Linked DNA regions of Sus scrofa: region 2 is linked to region 1. Evidence: chromatin contacts called from public HiChIP or PLAC-seq data. All regions are on one chromosome and are shown on one strand. Each heading gives the region's core, a stretch centred on a gene start, on an enhancer-like site or on the middle of the called end of the contact. The rest is flanking DNA. Distances are from core to core; before and after follow the strand shown. Region 1 holds the start of CBLN3 (cerebellin 3 precursor). Region 2 holds the start of DCAF11 (DDB1- and CUL4-associated factor 11).

Region 1 (7,696 bases), core at 1,511-4,010:
CAGGCACCAGATGGGCTGATGTGCTCCAGGCCAGGCAATCAAGGAAGAAGCCCTGGGCTCCTAGGAAGATGCAGTGCAGTTTGGGTGGGTAGTGGATTTCATTCTGCAGCTCCGGGTTGCAGAGACCCTTCAAGTACTCCTGGGGGAAGGAGAGAAAGAAGGAGACTGCTGGAATCCTAAGTGGCTCAATGGCCCATTGCTCTCCCCTGAGCTCCAGTTGACAGCCTAGGGCTGAAATTCCATTTAGAACTTGATTCAACTTAAGATACTGTTATAATTAATTGGTAAAAAAAAAAAAAAAAAAAAAAAAAGGCTGTCTCTTCCAAACATTTATGTGTGTGTATATGTGTGTTGTACATTTCCATCATAATGACCATCATTGCTAACTTTTACTGAACTGATGCTTTACATGCTTCATCTCATTCACAATAAATCCAGTGAGGTGGTTACTATTATTATTCACATTTTATAGATAAAGAAACTGAAACTAGGACCACAAGGATGGTATTTGGTGTTGGCGCCTTACAGGAAGCCCGGACTAATTCCAACAGAAGAAATGTGGCCTCCACCCCACAGTGAATTCCTTGGTGGGGCCTGCTGGCCCAACCAGATTATCTCTAACTTTCGAAGAGAACAAACTGATGCGAACTGAATTACTTATCCCCGAGCCCTAGCAGAACCTTTGTAGTAAGAGCAGAAATGAAACCAAAACTCCAGACAAATAGAGTCCGGAAGTCCCTCAGAGCTCAGGGCCAGTGAGACAAACAAGGAGTGGAGATCCTTCCCAGCCCCTCCTCTCTTCTGCCCTCACTGGGGGGCAAGGGGGAGAGGGAGTCCTGGTTCCCCCCTCCCCCCGGGGGGAGGCCTGGGGGGGGAGGGTCAGGGAGAGGTGTTCACCTTGGCTCTGCTGGCGTTCTCCTTGGGGCCCTCCAGCTGCAGCCAGATGTGAGGGTTCTCGGGACAGTCCTTGGGGAGGACGCTCATCCCCACCCTGAAGATGCGTTCCACATGGGGCTGTTGCTCCCGCACCTTGTCCTCGGCCTCCGCAGACACGGCAAAGCGGTCAGGGGACGAGGAGCCAGCCCCCCAGGTAGGCATGGCTGCTTGGCCGCCCAGCCCTGTAAAGAGGGAAAGCAGCTCAGAGCCAGGATGTCCCTTCAACCCAAATCTTTGTTTCCTGGCCTACACCAGCTATCAACAGGTCCTCAGCCAGTTACCAAACTGGTAAACAACCCAGGCGGCAGCCAGCATTTCAGTCCACCTGGAGGGTAGGAAGGGGATGTCAGATTATCTGGACGCAAGGGCCTTCCTCCCGAAGACGAAGTCATGGATAAACAAGGCTGTCTCTCTGGGAGGGGTGTGTGGCCTCTGGAAAATGATAACCACAGCCGGGAGCAGGGTGGGGGGAATCCCGCTGGATCTGGAGGGCAGGAGTGGGACGGGTGACGAAAGAGCCCCTCTCCTCGGGGTCTCTGCGATCTCCCGGTCCAAGACGGCCTCTTAAAGACGAATCCTCACCAGGGCTTAAACTGGGCTGTCCTCTGGGGTCCCTTGTCAGCCATTTCCAAGGTTCTGGCCACTCCCACCCTTCGCCCTCCCTCCGCCGCCTGGTCCGCTGCACCCATCGGTCTCGCCACACTCCCCACGCGGGGCCCAGGGGCCGGGTTGGGCCCCGCCCCCGCAGCCGCTGGCGGCTGCCGCCCCCCGACTGCGCTCTGCACTGCGGCCTCTGGCTCCCGCGGTCCGGGCGCGGGGGAGAGCGCGCCTACCCGCCTCGCCGCCCTCTGCGGCCTCAGTCCCGCCGGCGCCGCTCGGTGCCCGCTGGCCCCAGCTTCGCCTGCGCCCCCGGCCCAGGGAAGAAGAGCTGGGGGCCCAAATCTGGGCGGGCCTTTCCGATTCCTCACCCAACGGGGACCTCTCTTCCCCACATCACGAACAGTTTTTTGAGTCACTTCCTGGCCCGGGGCGGAGCCAGCTCGGCCCCTCCCAGGGGCTAGGCCAGCCCTGAGCCCCAGCGCGCACCCGCTGGGACCAGCCGCAGGCTGCTCCTCGCCCCCGGGCCTGGCCCCGCCCCCGGCCTACCCGCCCCGCCCCGTCCCGTCCCGGGCCCGCCCACCCTCCCGCTCCAACTCCTAGACTCCCTGGGGGGTCAAGGTCTCCCGTTCCTCTGGGTTTTCAGCCGCTCCGCGCAGTTGTTTCTCAGGAATGAGGAACCACTCTTGGAGAGATGGAAGTGAAGGGGGCCTCGTCCCTTCGGATGAAGATATAGAAGACCAAGGAAAGGAAGAGACTGGCCCAGGGTCACGGAATAGTGCCCCTGTTCGCCTGCGCACTTTCCACCAAAACAGTTGTGGGGAAAACACTAGGATACTCCCTTTTCCAACAGTGGAAAAAATGCTGCTAAGCGGGCTGTTGATTTGTGAAGGATTTTAAAGAGGGGAGGAGTGAGCAGGAGGAAGGGGCTGTAGAATTGGTCTCACACATATGCACAAACACACACTCAGAATCTCACACAGTCACCCGTGTTCTTTGTCGCCCCAGTTCCAGCCTTCAGTGCTCTTGAGGGGGCTGCCCTGGGGATCTGGCTGAAGCCCTCCCATCTGGCTGCCTCATTTCTCCTCTCCCTCCCAGAGCCCAACTGCTGTCATTTTGTGCCCTGCCAAGGAGGAGGGACCTGCAGTGACAGCAGGAGAGGCAGGACAGAGTTGTGGGGCACGAGAGGGATGGAGATGCCAAGACCAGGTGACCATGAGTCCCAGAGAGAAGACTGAGAAGCAGGGTGAGGGGTGCTGAGAGTCTGTGGCAGAGGAGGGCAAAACCAAGGAGCAGAAAGAGGAGGCTTGGGGGTCACAGAGCCACTCAGCCATGCTGGGAGCAAAGCAACACTGGCCACCAGGTCCTCCACTCAGCCCTGGGCTGCCCTTGGCCCTGACTCTTCTGGTTCTCAGGGCCGGGTGGGCCCAAGAGGGGACAGAGCCAGTCCTCCTGGAAGGCGAGTGCCTGGTGGTCTGTGAGCCGGGCCGAGCTGCTGCAGGGGGTCCCGGGGGAGCAGCCCTGGGAGAAGCACCCCCTGGAAGAGTGGCATTTGCTGCAGTCCGAAGCCACCACCATGAGCCAGCAGGGGAAATCAGCAACGGCACGGGTGGAGCCATCTACTTCGACCAGGTAATCCCCCTCCCCTGCAAAGACCTGGAAGCACTGTCCAAGCCCGCTCTGCTGCTAAGGAAACAGCCCCTGCTGTGGCTGGTTGCCCCCAAGCCTGCTGCCCTTCTCCCTTCCCTTCACTCCCCCCATACCCTCCTTGACCTTTCTCACCATTTCTTTTGAACCCAGGCATTCCTCCTGTCCTGTCTGCTTGTCACCCCTTCCTTTCCTTACTCGCTGCCCCTTTCCCCAACCCCGTGGTTTCCCTGAGCCCCAGGCATCCCTGAGCCCTACTCAGCAGGGTCTGCTTCCCACAGGTCCTGGTGAACGAGGGCGGTGGCTTTGACCGAGCCTCAGGCTCCTTCGTGGCCCCTGTCCGAGGTGTCTACAGCTTCCGGTTCCATGTGGTGAAGGTGTACAACCGCCAAACTGTCCAGGTGACCTGAATACTAGGCCCTGTCCTATCTCCAACTCCTGGGGCGGAGGGCGGGGGGGTCAGGGTAAGAGGAGGGGAAATAAGTGGAGCCCAGCTGACCCCCAGGCAGACCTCCATTGACCTGTGTCCTGGGAGGCCAAGAGCAAGGGGGGAACGGACCTACCTAACAGAGCGTGTGATAGAGGTCCAGAGTCCAACATGGGCCACCCCGCAGCCCTCCCAGGTGGGTGCACTGTCCAGGTTCCCAGGTATTAGCGTGTCCCTCTGGGGCTGGAGAGAAGGGAGAAAGCCCTCAAGAGAGTGGGGTCCTGGGGCGAGGGGCAGGGACAGGTGCTAACTGGGCTTCCCTCTGCAGGTAAGCCTGATGCTGAACACATGGCCTGTCGTCTCGGCCTTTGCCAATGACCCAGACGTGACCCGGGAGGCAGCCACCAGTTCTGTGCTACTGCCCCTGGATCCTGGGGACCGGGTGTCTCTGCGCCTGCGTCGAGGGAACCTACTCGGTGGCTGGAAATATTCGAGCTTCTCTGGCTTCCTCATTTTCCCACTCTGAGGGCTGAAGCTTTTCAAAGACAGAAATCTAGCCCCTGACCTCTGCCCTCTACCCTTTCCTGCCCCAGAAGCAGTCTCTTTAGGGCAGGAGAAAGACTCCCTCTGGCTGCCTTTATTCCACTGCCTTGCATGGGACCCTGTGCCAAACATCCAAGGTGAGGAGTAGAGCTGCAGTGTCTTGGGACCTGTCCCTCTTACCCCACCCCCACAGTTGCCTCCCAGCCTCCCACTGCCTTGATTTCTGCCTGCAGCCCTAGAATCAGAGCAAGATTTTCCAGGGAGGGAGGCGTAGACTACTTTGCAGTCTCTGCTTCCTGTCCTCCACCCCCAACCCAGCTTCCCGCTCAGTGCTATTTGGGAACAGGTGGTACAGGTGAGCCTGACAGGCCCCTACAGGGGACCAGATGGACCAGCTTCAGCATATCCGGCAGGCTCCTTCCTGTGAGGAGTGCCAGCATCACAAATCATACTCAGAAGCTGAGCCAGCACTGCGAGGACTAGGGCCAGAGGCTTAGCCACCAGCAGATGCATGGTAAGGGCCACAGAGCAGCCCAGAGCCTGTAGCTGGTAAGGCAGGAAGGGGGCGTGCCCTCAGCCTGAACATGGTACACATTTTTTTGTGTACATTGGAGCCACCAGCAGATAGTGAACCCCAGGCATTTATCTGTGCCAGATCCCAGGTGGACTCTGCCCCTCACCTCCCCATCCAAGACATGGATATATGTTTGCTTTGGCAGAGAGCAGGTAAACAGAGCTTCCTTTGGCAGCTGGAGGTGGAGGCAGGTCACATGTGGGCAAGTATAGATCTCCAGGCCATGGAACACATCAATGCCTGTGGCCGCCTCCTAGAACTGCTCCATCTATGTAGTCGGAACTTTCATCACTCCATGCTCTCCCCATCACCTCCTTCCTCCCAGCTCTCTCAGTGACCTTCACTGTAGCTGTTCTACACTGACCTGCAACGTCTCCTCTTTCTCTTAATTTGTGCCGTCTTAGTCTCCTTCCTAAACTTCCTATTACCTTGGATGCCATGATTCATCCCTTCAGCCACTCTCCTGCCAGTATTAAAAAACTTGTGTCACCTCTCTGTCCCATTGGCCCAGCATGGATGAATCTATCAATAAAGTAATTAGAGAATGATGGTCAATGAGACCCTATAGGATCACTAGAGAGAGAAGATGCCATCACAATTGGGTTCAGGGGTTACAAGAGACCAGCAGGTATATGTTGTAGAGAAAATAAATGTAAATTCATATGTTAGAGTCAAATTTAAAAAAAAGGATTTGGTAGTACTTGAGTTAAAGAGGAAATACCAATGTGAGTTTGTGGTTTCCAAAAGAAATAACTTTTTCAAATTTTGTCACTAAAGTAGTGTAGGAACAACATCAGGAAAAATCTAATATGCATTCTTAGCACCTGGATCTTTGCCTCAACTATTATTCACCTTTAAAAGGACTCACGGTCCCTTGGAGAATAGCTCATCATAAATAACTCTAGGCTTGGAACATACTATTGAAGACAAAAATCAAAGATATTTTTTGAATGTAAGGGGTAGAGCTGAGAAGGCATTTCTTGGGCCACTCCTGCGGCATATGGAGGTTCCCAGGCTAGGGGTCGAATCGGAGCTGTAGCCGTTTGCCTACACCAGAGCCACAGCAACACAGGAACCGAGCCACATCTGCAACCTACACCAACGCCGGATCCTTAACCCACTGAGCAAGGCCACGGATCGAACCTGCAACCTCATGGTTCCTAGTCGGATTCGTTAACCACTGAGCCACGATGGGAACTCCAAAGAAACCATTTTAATAGACTTCCACAAACTGACATTTTATGACAATTGGATAATCAAAAGAAAAATGATATAGTTAATTGGAACAAGGTGATTTTTTTTGGCTGCACCCATGGCATGCAGAAGTTCCTGGGCCAGGGATCAAACCCTTGCCACAGCAATGACCCGAGCCATAGCAGTGACAAAGCTGGATCCTTAACCCACTGAGCTGCCAGGGAATTCCACAAGGTGAATTTTTAAAAGCCATGTCTCTGTTGTGATTTTCAAAAGGAAAAAGTAACTATACAATGTGCAAAAAGGTAGTTAATACACTGAGTGAAGAAGTATGACTATTATAGGATATTTTTTAATTAGTTTTGATAAGTAGAAGAGTATAAATATAGTAGATAATTTATCTATTCATAAAGTGCATTTATTTGTCTTTATCTGCATAAGTAGGAAGGGGTGGATCCAGAGAGCTGTGAGTAATTCCAGAAAAAGTTGGAACTGCACCAAAAATGAAAGAGACTGATTGGCACCATCAGGTCAAATAATACAACTAGGAAGAAAGTCCAACAACTTGTTACATGATGATAAATTAGTCAAACTTCCAGAAGCTAACTGCTCACTCCTTAAACTTGATCCTTCACTTCTTGGAAAAGGGAAACTTTATACTACTACCCTACTAATTACAAAGAGATTACAGTAACAGAAAAACCCAAAATAATAATGGCTTAAACAAGGTGGTAGGTTATTTCCCTCTCACACAGAAGAATCTGCAAACAAAGAGTCCAGGGAAGGATGGCAGTTTGATGATCATCAGCCTGGCTTTCTTTATTGCCACCTCCTGACCCAAGATAGCCCCAGCCATTGCATCAACCTTATAGCCCCAAGGAAGGAGGAGGGACTGGCACACCCATTTCCTTTTAAAGAAGCTTTCTGAAAGGTACACCCAACAGTTCTATTTGCATCTCAATGGCCCGAATTTAGTCCTAGCTGGCCACACCAGACAGTGGAGACAGGCTAGGGAATAAAGTCTTTATTCCAGGCAGCCACGCTCAGCTAAAAGTCAGAAGAAGAAAAGATTGGATATTGGGAAAAACAACAAGATTGAGGATGTTTGTAAAAATGCAAATGAGGTAGATAAATTTGAAAATAATGTCAGTAAAGTTATTGTATTAGCTTTCTATTGTTGCATAACAATTACCACAAAGTTACTGCCTTAACACAACTTTGACCTATTTAATATCTGTTTCTATAGGTCAGAAGTCCAGCAGAGCATGATTTGATTCTCTGCTTAGGGTTTCATTAGGTCAAAAGCAAGATGTAGGTAGTAGCCCTGCCTTCTTTACTGAAGTGGAAGAATGCCATTACATCAACCTTATAGCCCCCAGGAAGGAGGAGGGAAGGGCACACCCATTTCCCTCTTGGGTCAGGAGGTGGCAATCATGAATAAAGAATTCACTCAGCATTCATTTCCTTATGGTTGTAGGACTGAGTTTCCTGGCCTCCAGCCTTTGGGTCAATAGTGTCAGGCCAAGTCCTTCTAACAGTTTGAACCTCTCCAACCTAGCTTTCAGCCACATCTCTGACTTTTAAAATTCTCAAATTTAAGGTAATTAGATTGGGCCCACATGGATAAATCAGGATAATCTCTCTGTTTTGAGACCCATAACTTTAATTGCATATGAAAATGTCTCTTTACCATTAAACACAACATATTCGGTGGCTCCAGGGAGTGGGCATAGACATCTCTGGAACATCTGCATATCATAGTCCTTAGACCTAAAAAT
Region 2 (7,696 bases), core at 1,951-4,450, 320 kb after region 1:
CATCACTCGAGACTGTTCTCCAAGGGAGAAGCTTCCCCGGTGGCAGAGGCCCCGTTCTCTCTAAAGGAAGGGATTGGGGAATATTGCTAGCAGAAACAGAGGGCCACTTCAGGCACACCAAGCCCCCTCCTCCAAAGATACTGTTCTTGCTACAGACAAAATACCCATACCCAGTAGTTCATCCCACCAAAGCCCAATGCAGGTTGGCTAAGAGTGTTCCAGTTCCAGCCCTTGTAGCTTCTGGCTACATTGATAGGGCTGCTGTCAGGCGGGCTAGAAGTGCAGAGGCCTACCTGGAGCAGCATTTGAGGAAAGCTGTGCTCCCGGGCTGCCCGTCTATGTCCTAGCCGCCCTGTGGCCAATTCCACCTGTGTCTTGATCTCACTGCATTCCAGGTCCCGGGTGTCAGGGGTGGCATCCACTGCAAATACCAAAGAGAAGTTTTGTTCTAGGTCTTCCAGCCCCAGAGGACAGTTACAGAGCTGTGCTCAACCCACTCAACATGGCTGAATATTCCGGGGCTGTGAAGATTCCCTCATCCCCTGAATTATCACATCTTTCTTTCAATTTTTGCCATAATTTTTGTGTGTGTGTGTGTCTTTTTAGGGCCACACCTGCGGCATATGGAGGTTCCCAGGCTAGGGGTCTGATTGGAGCTGTAGCTGATGGCCTACGACACAGACACAGCAACGTGGGATCCGAGCTGCGTCTGCAACCTACACCACAGCTCACGGCAACACCAGATCCTTAACCCATTGAGTGAGGCCAGGGACTGAACCTGCATCCTCATGGATGCTAGTCAGGTTCTTTAACCACTGAGCCACGATGGGAATGGCCATAAAAATTTTTATAAAAGGTTTTCTGATGAGGGTCTTTTTTTTTTTTTTTTTTTTGGCAGTGCCTGTGGCATGTGGAAGTTCCCAGGCAAGGGATCGAACTTGCACCACAGCAGCTACTCAAGCTGTTGCAGTGACAAAGCCAGATCCTTAATTCACTGTGCCATAAGAAAACTCCTCTGATGAAAGTCTTCTGATGTTGGAGTTTCAGTCTGCCCTTCCTCTTTTTTAATTTTTTTAAATTAAAGTATAGTTGATTTATGTCTTTCCTCTTACCAGGTGGGTTGTATCGGTCTCCGAGACGACCATCCCAGGCATTGTCATGCTCTTCCTCTGAGTCTGAGAGGGCCTGGATGAGTTGTAAATTTGCCGCACCTCCTCCCTGCACCAACCTCACTTGGCCTCTGTGGAGAGAGCCCCCATGATAAAGGGGAGTATCCCATCCCCAAATCAACCAAATTCAGAGTCAGTGGTGATGTTAGTTCTTAGACTACCTAGTCCTCAAACTCTCATTCTGTAGCCATTTTGAGGGTGGGGGCTGACAAGACCTTGGCTGTTATTTTCAGTCTCCTATAAGACACACTAGGCAATAAGTTCTCCATCTTATAGCAGGAGTAGAAAAACCCCGACATCACACGGGGTTAGCTGACTCCTCAGAGAGCTAAAAATTGAGAGCATTTCCTTCCAAGCCTCTGCCCAAGGAGTTCAGCATAGAACATGGTGTTCTGAAGGGACTCCCAAGGTTTTTTTCTCCCCAAGAAGCCATAGCTAAGAACCAAAGCCAGTTGCACCCCTTTCCAGTCAATTCCTGGTGGTCACTTCCCTCAAAGCAATCTTTCCTCAAAAACAGGATTAGAGTTAATTTAAACTTGTTTTTCCAGTAAATCCACATGGCCTCATATCATGTGTCAATAACTTCACTAAAGTTCAATACCCACCTTCCCAGCACTTTTCAACCCTCACATCATTCCTTTTCCACCAGGCAACCGCCCCCCCCATTTCTTATTTACGTGAAAAATAATCTACATTTGTGTAGTCATAACTAAAAAGACTCCCCTGAACAGTTCCCTCAAACATAAGAGCAAGTCATCTAGCTGACCCTCCCTAGGCAAAACCCACTCTTACTGGGTATGAAGCTGAGTGCCCTGAGTGTCCAGCAGGGAGGGATGTTCTGCTCAAACAGAAAGGTAGTCCTGGGATAATCCCACTTCCTATTATCTGTAACTTCCCTGATTGGAGCTGGGATCAAGGGACTGTGGTGGCGCCTGGTGGGGACACACCAGAGGGTAAGTTACCTGCGTAGGAGATAGGCCAGTACCTGGGCCAGATCCACATCTTCATCCTCCTCTTCCTCTTCCTCACTCCGACGCAGGCCAGCCCCTCTTCGGGGCAAGCCCTCGGAGGGGTCTCCGGACCCAGTTCCTGCACTGCTGCTGTTCCGTGATCCCATCTTCTGGTCACAGCATCCTTAAGTCCTGTGCAGGGACTCCTCCTGTCACCTCCTTGGGTTTGATGAAAGCAAACCCTGCTCTAGAAATACCAGGGTCTCCTGAGGTACGGCGGTAGCTATAACTAGGAAGGCTACACTTCTTAGGGACTGAGAACCCTTCTCCTTGGCCTGTAACAACTCCCAAAGCTTCGGGAACACAAACCTTTCCCAATCCTGTGAAGCAAAAAAAAACAGAGTGAAGTCTAGGGCGTGACCTTAGCTCACCAGTAAGAATCCTTTGAAGAGGAATTTCTCAGTTTTCTACCTCAAACTCACCTATCAAAGTCCCTGAGGGTGGGGTGGATTCCCAGGTAACCTCTCAGGCCGACCAATCAAAAACCCTCGCAGAAGAAAGCGCCTCATTAGCTTATCCCATCTAACCAATCAGAAGCCTTAGGACCCCCCGACGCCCCCCTTACCGGCCAATCAGCACACTCCCTCCCAAAAGCCGGCGGCAGCGACAACCAATGAAGTTAAAACTCCACTTAACCCCCTCCTTCCTCGCCTCACGCCCACGTGGTGTGCCAGGGATGTGTAAGCTAAGGGGGGTAGGCCTGCGAGAGACCACCCACCAGCCAGGAGAGGTCTCAGGACCCGCAGCGGCGCAAGGCCTTGTTTACACCGACTGCCCTCCGGCGTCGGCCAACAGCTCCTTCGTCACGCGCTTCCTTCGTCACGCATCTCCAGGCTCTGCCGCCGGCGGACTGCAACGTCACGCGACGCCCCTGACGGCCCCGCCCCCTTGGCCCGCTCACTGGACAGCTGAGAGCGGTGATTGACAGATGGGCGGGAGAAAGTGTGTGATGAGTGCTAGGGGAGGGGAAAGCGCGCGATCCAGGAGGAGCGGTCGCTTCTGGTTGGGAGGCGTTAAGTGCGGAACTGGCTGCTTCTTGAATCAGAAACAACGGAACTAGACCTCATGGGCGAGGGGCGGGGCTTACAAAAGAAGTTTGTGATTCGCTGCCCAGAGGTGTCTTAACAAGGGAAATAATTTGCTGTCAGTCCCTTAACAACATTTAGCTTCGCACTTTTCAGAGGATCTCTAAGGGGCCTCTCTTTCCTCCCCTAGGCACGACCCCCTCCCCCGCCCCCACTTCGCTCTCTAGCACTGCTTTTTTTCTCAGGCTGCAGCTTCAGCCGGTCCGGTCCTAAGCGGTGCGCGGCTCTTTTGGGAATGCGTTCGCGTCACAGATGCACCTAGGCCTTCACACCCTCCCTTCCGGGCGTAGCTTCCGGAAGCCTTGTTCTCTTGGGGACCGCCCTTTCTAGACCTTCCGTTAGTCACTCAGGCAACTTTTTAGATGACCCCTGGCTTCGCAGTCTTTGTAGACGCTCCCTAGTGCATCCGCGGGTCCTCACTGACCTTTCATTATGGTCAGTTCGCCTCTGATTCTAACCCTAACCCTAACCCTGGGAGGATTCGAAGACTTTCCTTAGACCCTCTGTCCTTGGGGCGCCTCTGCGCAGGACCAGGGTGTGCACGCGCGGCGCCTCCTACCCCCTCCTACCCCTTCCTCCGGGTTTATGAGTAACTCGGCAGAGTTCAAGGACGAGACTTGTGTACCTAGGGATCCTCGCCCAGGCTGGGGGGTTGTGGGTCGATTGACCGTGCTGGGCGCCTAGGCCCGGGGTCCAAGCTGCCTCTCAGTGCCCCCAGCCGGGACGCTTAATTAAAAGTGCTGCCCAGAGCCTCCTGAGGGCAGGAGGGATGAGGGAGGCGGGCTTTAATTTGGGCTCTCCTGGGGCTCACTCTCCCTGGGTAGGCGAGGGTGTGGTTATCCTTCTGGTGATACCCCTTGGTTTCTAGATCGCTAGATCAGAGCTAGCTTATTATCTCTGGTCACCAGGGCCAGCTTCATGGGTGTGCGACCTGTACAGAACCCACGCTTGGTTTAATGTTCTGTTATCACACTTTGAAATTCTTTTTTTTTTTTCTTCTGCTCTTTGGGCCGCCCCCCCCCCCCGACATATGAAGGTTCCCAGGCCAGGGGTTAAATTGGAGCTACAGCTGCCGGCCTACACCACAGTCACAGCAACGCCGGATCCTTTACCCCACTGAGTGAGGCCAGGGATCTAACAGGCGTCCTCCTGGATTCTAGTTGGATTAGTTTCCGCTGCGCCATGACAGGGAACTCCCCACAGAGCAATTATTGACCGTAGTAAGACACTGGAAACAAAAGATCCAAACGCACTGCTACAGGTTAAATAAATTATGGTTCATATGGTAGACACAGAAATACCAGGTAGCCATTAAAAATGACGTAGTCTTCTATTTTCATGCCTTGGGAAATTGTGCAAATTACATTTTTTAGGCTTAAAAAAGGTGGTAGATCTGCTGATATGTGGTGGATGCAAAAACAATATGGTTTCAGTTTTGCATTTAAAAATATAAAAATAGGCTCATATCATTAAACAAATAATAAAATGGAGAAGGCCTTTCATGAACTAATTACAAAAATACAGCGTGGGAGTTCCCATCCTGGCCCAGCAGAAAAGAAACTGACTAGTATGAGGAAGCAGGTTCGATCCCTGGCATTGCCATGAGCTGTGGTGTAGGTCACAGAGGTGGCTGGGATCCTTGTTGCTGTGGCTGTGGTGTAGGCTGGTAGCTACAGCTCTGATTTGACCCCTAGCCTGGGAACCTCCATATGCCACGGGTGCAGCCCTAAAAAGACAAAAGAAAAAAAAAAAGATACAGCATGAACAAAGAATTATGGTTAACACAGTTTGACCACCAGAGGTACATAGAAAACAAAGACTTTTGTTAAAATCTCAATAATGGATTTTATTTTTATTTATATTGTTGGGGCCCCACCCATGGCATATGGAGGTTTCCAGGCTAGCAGTAGAATCGGAGATATAGCTACCAGCCTACACCAAGCCAGAGCAATGCTGGATCTGAGCTGCGTCTGCGACCTACCCCACAGCTCACAACAAGGCTGTATCCTTAACCCACTGAGCGAGGACAGGGAATGAACCCAAAACCTTATGGTTCCTAGTCGGATTCATTTCCGCTGAGCCTCTTTCCTCTTCTCCTCCCTAGCTTACAGATCCTTTTAATGTACAAATCCAGCTTAAAACTCAATAAAATCTAAATCAAGCCTTTGAAATATGTAGCTTGTACTTTATTGAGTAAAACATTTAAAAGTCATGGTAAATGTTAAAAGGTTTTAAAAATCTGAGGTTTTTGTGGCCAAAACTTGAGTCTTTTTTTTTTTTTTTGTCTTTTGAGCACATTGGAGGTACCCAGGCTAGAGGTCCAATCAGAGCTACAACTGCCAGTCTATGCCAGAGCCACAGCAAAGCCAGATTTGAGCCATATCAGCGACCTACACCACAGCTCACAGCAACGCCAGATCCCTAACCCAGTGAGTGAGGCCAGGGATCAAACCCGCAACCTCATGGTTCCCACTCAGATTCGTTTCCTCTATGCCACGAAGGGAACTCCCAAAACGAGTCTTAACGTCAAATGCTAAAGAATAGAAGGTTTCATCTGGATTCATTGGTTGATTTTTGCATGTAAAAGATTTTTAAGCCTGTGAACTTGATTATATCGCTTGTGACTTACAATATTTTGAAAATATATATGAGTATTTATGTTAGGATATGTGTTCCACTGGAAGAAAAAAACTTTTTTTTTTGGTGGACCAAACCAGAGTCACAGCAGTGACAATGCCAAATCCTTCACTGCTAGGCCACCAAGAAACTCCAAAATGGCATATCTTTAAAAATAATTTTAATTAAGTCATTTTGATAAACTTTTTTGGCCTTCTCTGTCATGATTCTGGAATTTGGCATGTTGCTTGTTGACAATTTGTAAGTGCTTTTCATCTGGGCAGCCTCCACTCTCCCCAGCAACACTTAAAGCCATTTTTCTACTTTTAGCCCCCATTTTAGGCCTGGTTCTAGTAATTGCTTTGTAAATGTCAGCTAGTTGACTTCCTGTCTGACCTGCCTTTGGCTGTTTCCTGCTCATTAGCAACTCCACCAGGGGGCGGGCTCGGCTTGAGAGGAGGGAAGGGAAGGAAATTTTTCTTTCTCTGGCTAACCATGTCCTCCTTCTCCGGGGTCCCAGCTCCCAGAGAGGTGACTGCACAGAGCTCCTGGGACACGTGTACAGCTCCAGGCAATACAAGGGAAAATTCTGTGTTCTAAAGTGATTGATGAACTGATGACATATGTTTATCACTGTGTAGCATGCTGAGTGTAGAAGGAGAGGGGGAAGTACACTGATTTTCCCAGGACTTAAAATGTGTTGACTATAAAGCAATTGAGTAATTACAGAATTTCTAATACTCTTGTGTCTTGTATCCTTGGGAACCAGATTTTTTTTTTGTCTTTTTAGGGCTGCACCCGCAGCATATGGAGGTTCCCAGGCTAAGGGTCGAATCAGAGCTGTAGCCACCAGCCTACACCACAGCCACAGCAACATGGATCTGAGCTGGGTCTACAACCTACACCACACACACACAGCTCAGGGTAACGCTGGATCCTTAACCCACTGAGTGAGGCCAGGGATTGAACCCAAGTCCTCATGGGTAGTAGTTGGGTTCGTTAACTGCTGAGCCATGACGGGAACTCCAGGGAACCAGACAGAACTTTTTGAGTGGCAGATAGGAGGTAGAGATTTGATATAGAAGTTAAAAATCCTTTAGTCCTGAGTTGGAATAGGAGTTATTATCAGTATGAACTCATGAGGTGAGTTCACAGAAAGATAAAACTCCCTATCCCTATAAGATCTAGAAACAATCTAGTAGCAACAAACGCTCCTACCACCTAGATCTTAAAATACCATTTCCCCTGGAAAGAAAACGGAGCTTGGAGAAATGGCTGATTCCAGGCCTGGGTAGGAAATTTACACTATGAGCATGGAACAACAATTCACCATGCCAGATTGCAAAGAAACCAGCAAGTGCTATCAGGGTAATGACAAAAGGAGTCAGGAGCCAAGCTCTCATGACCAAAGATGGGATAATTTGAGCATTAATGAAGATAATTTAATAAATATTAAGGATGTTTAGATCCATAAGTTCATAATAGAGTATGTGTATAACTAATTAATTTGTCACCATTTTGAAGGATGATACAAAACCAAATTATTATTCTGAAGATGGTAAATAAAGAAGAATCAAACAGTTATCTTGCTGTTCTTATATAAACCGTCCTTCAGGGTAGTGAGATAGATAAAAAGAGTATACCTTTATAAAAGTATTCCAACTTTTTTTTTTTTTTTAATGGCTGCACCCACAGCATATGGAAGTGTCAGGGCCAGGGATTGAATCCAAGCCACAGCTGCAATCTAGGACCCAGCAGTAGCAACACTGGATCCTTTAACCCTCTGCTTGAGGTGGGGGATCAAACCTGTGCCTCC

What was found. HiChIP or PLAC-seq counts read pairs in DNA pulled down with a chosen protein or histone mark.
Region 2: an H3K27ac HiChIP or PLAC-seq map of alveolar macrophages shows a contact between it and region 1. The contact joins the promoter of DCAF11 here to the promoter of CBLN3 in region 1. A contact is called at or near these places in 1 of 47 Hi-C or Micro-C datasets (skeletal muscle) and 1 of 2 datasets of contacts at active chromatin or transcription factors (alveolar macrophages).

The regions. Positions count from the first base shown.
Region 1 is chr7:74,863,171-74,870,866 of Sscrofa11.1, forward strand. CBLN3 (cerebellin 3 precursor) reads left to right here and starts at 2,761. Exons shown (of 3, transcript NM_001112680.1): 1 at 2,761-3,165; 2 at 3,462-3,581; 3 at 3,936-5,273. The coding sequence starts at 2,866. The coding sequence ends at 4,133. It overlaps KHNYN (protein KHNYN), which reads right to left. Exons shown (of 8, transcript XM_021099195.1): 2 at 898-1,118; 3 at 1-139.
Region 2 is chr7:75,177,937-75,185,632 of Sscrofa11.1, forward strand. It overlaps DCAF11 (DDB1- and CUL4-associated factor 11), which reads right to left and starts at 3,201. Exons shown (of 15, transcript XM_001928359.5): 1 at 2,602-3,201; 2 at 2,132-2,499; 3 at 1,113-1,240; 4 at 294-421; 5 at 1-60. The coding sequence starts at 2,286.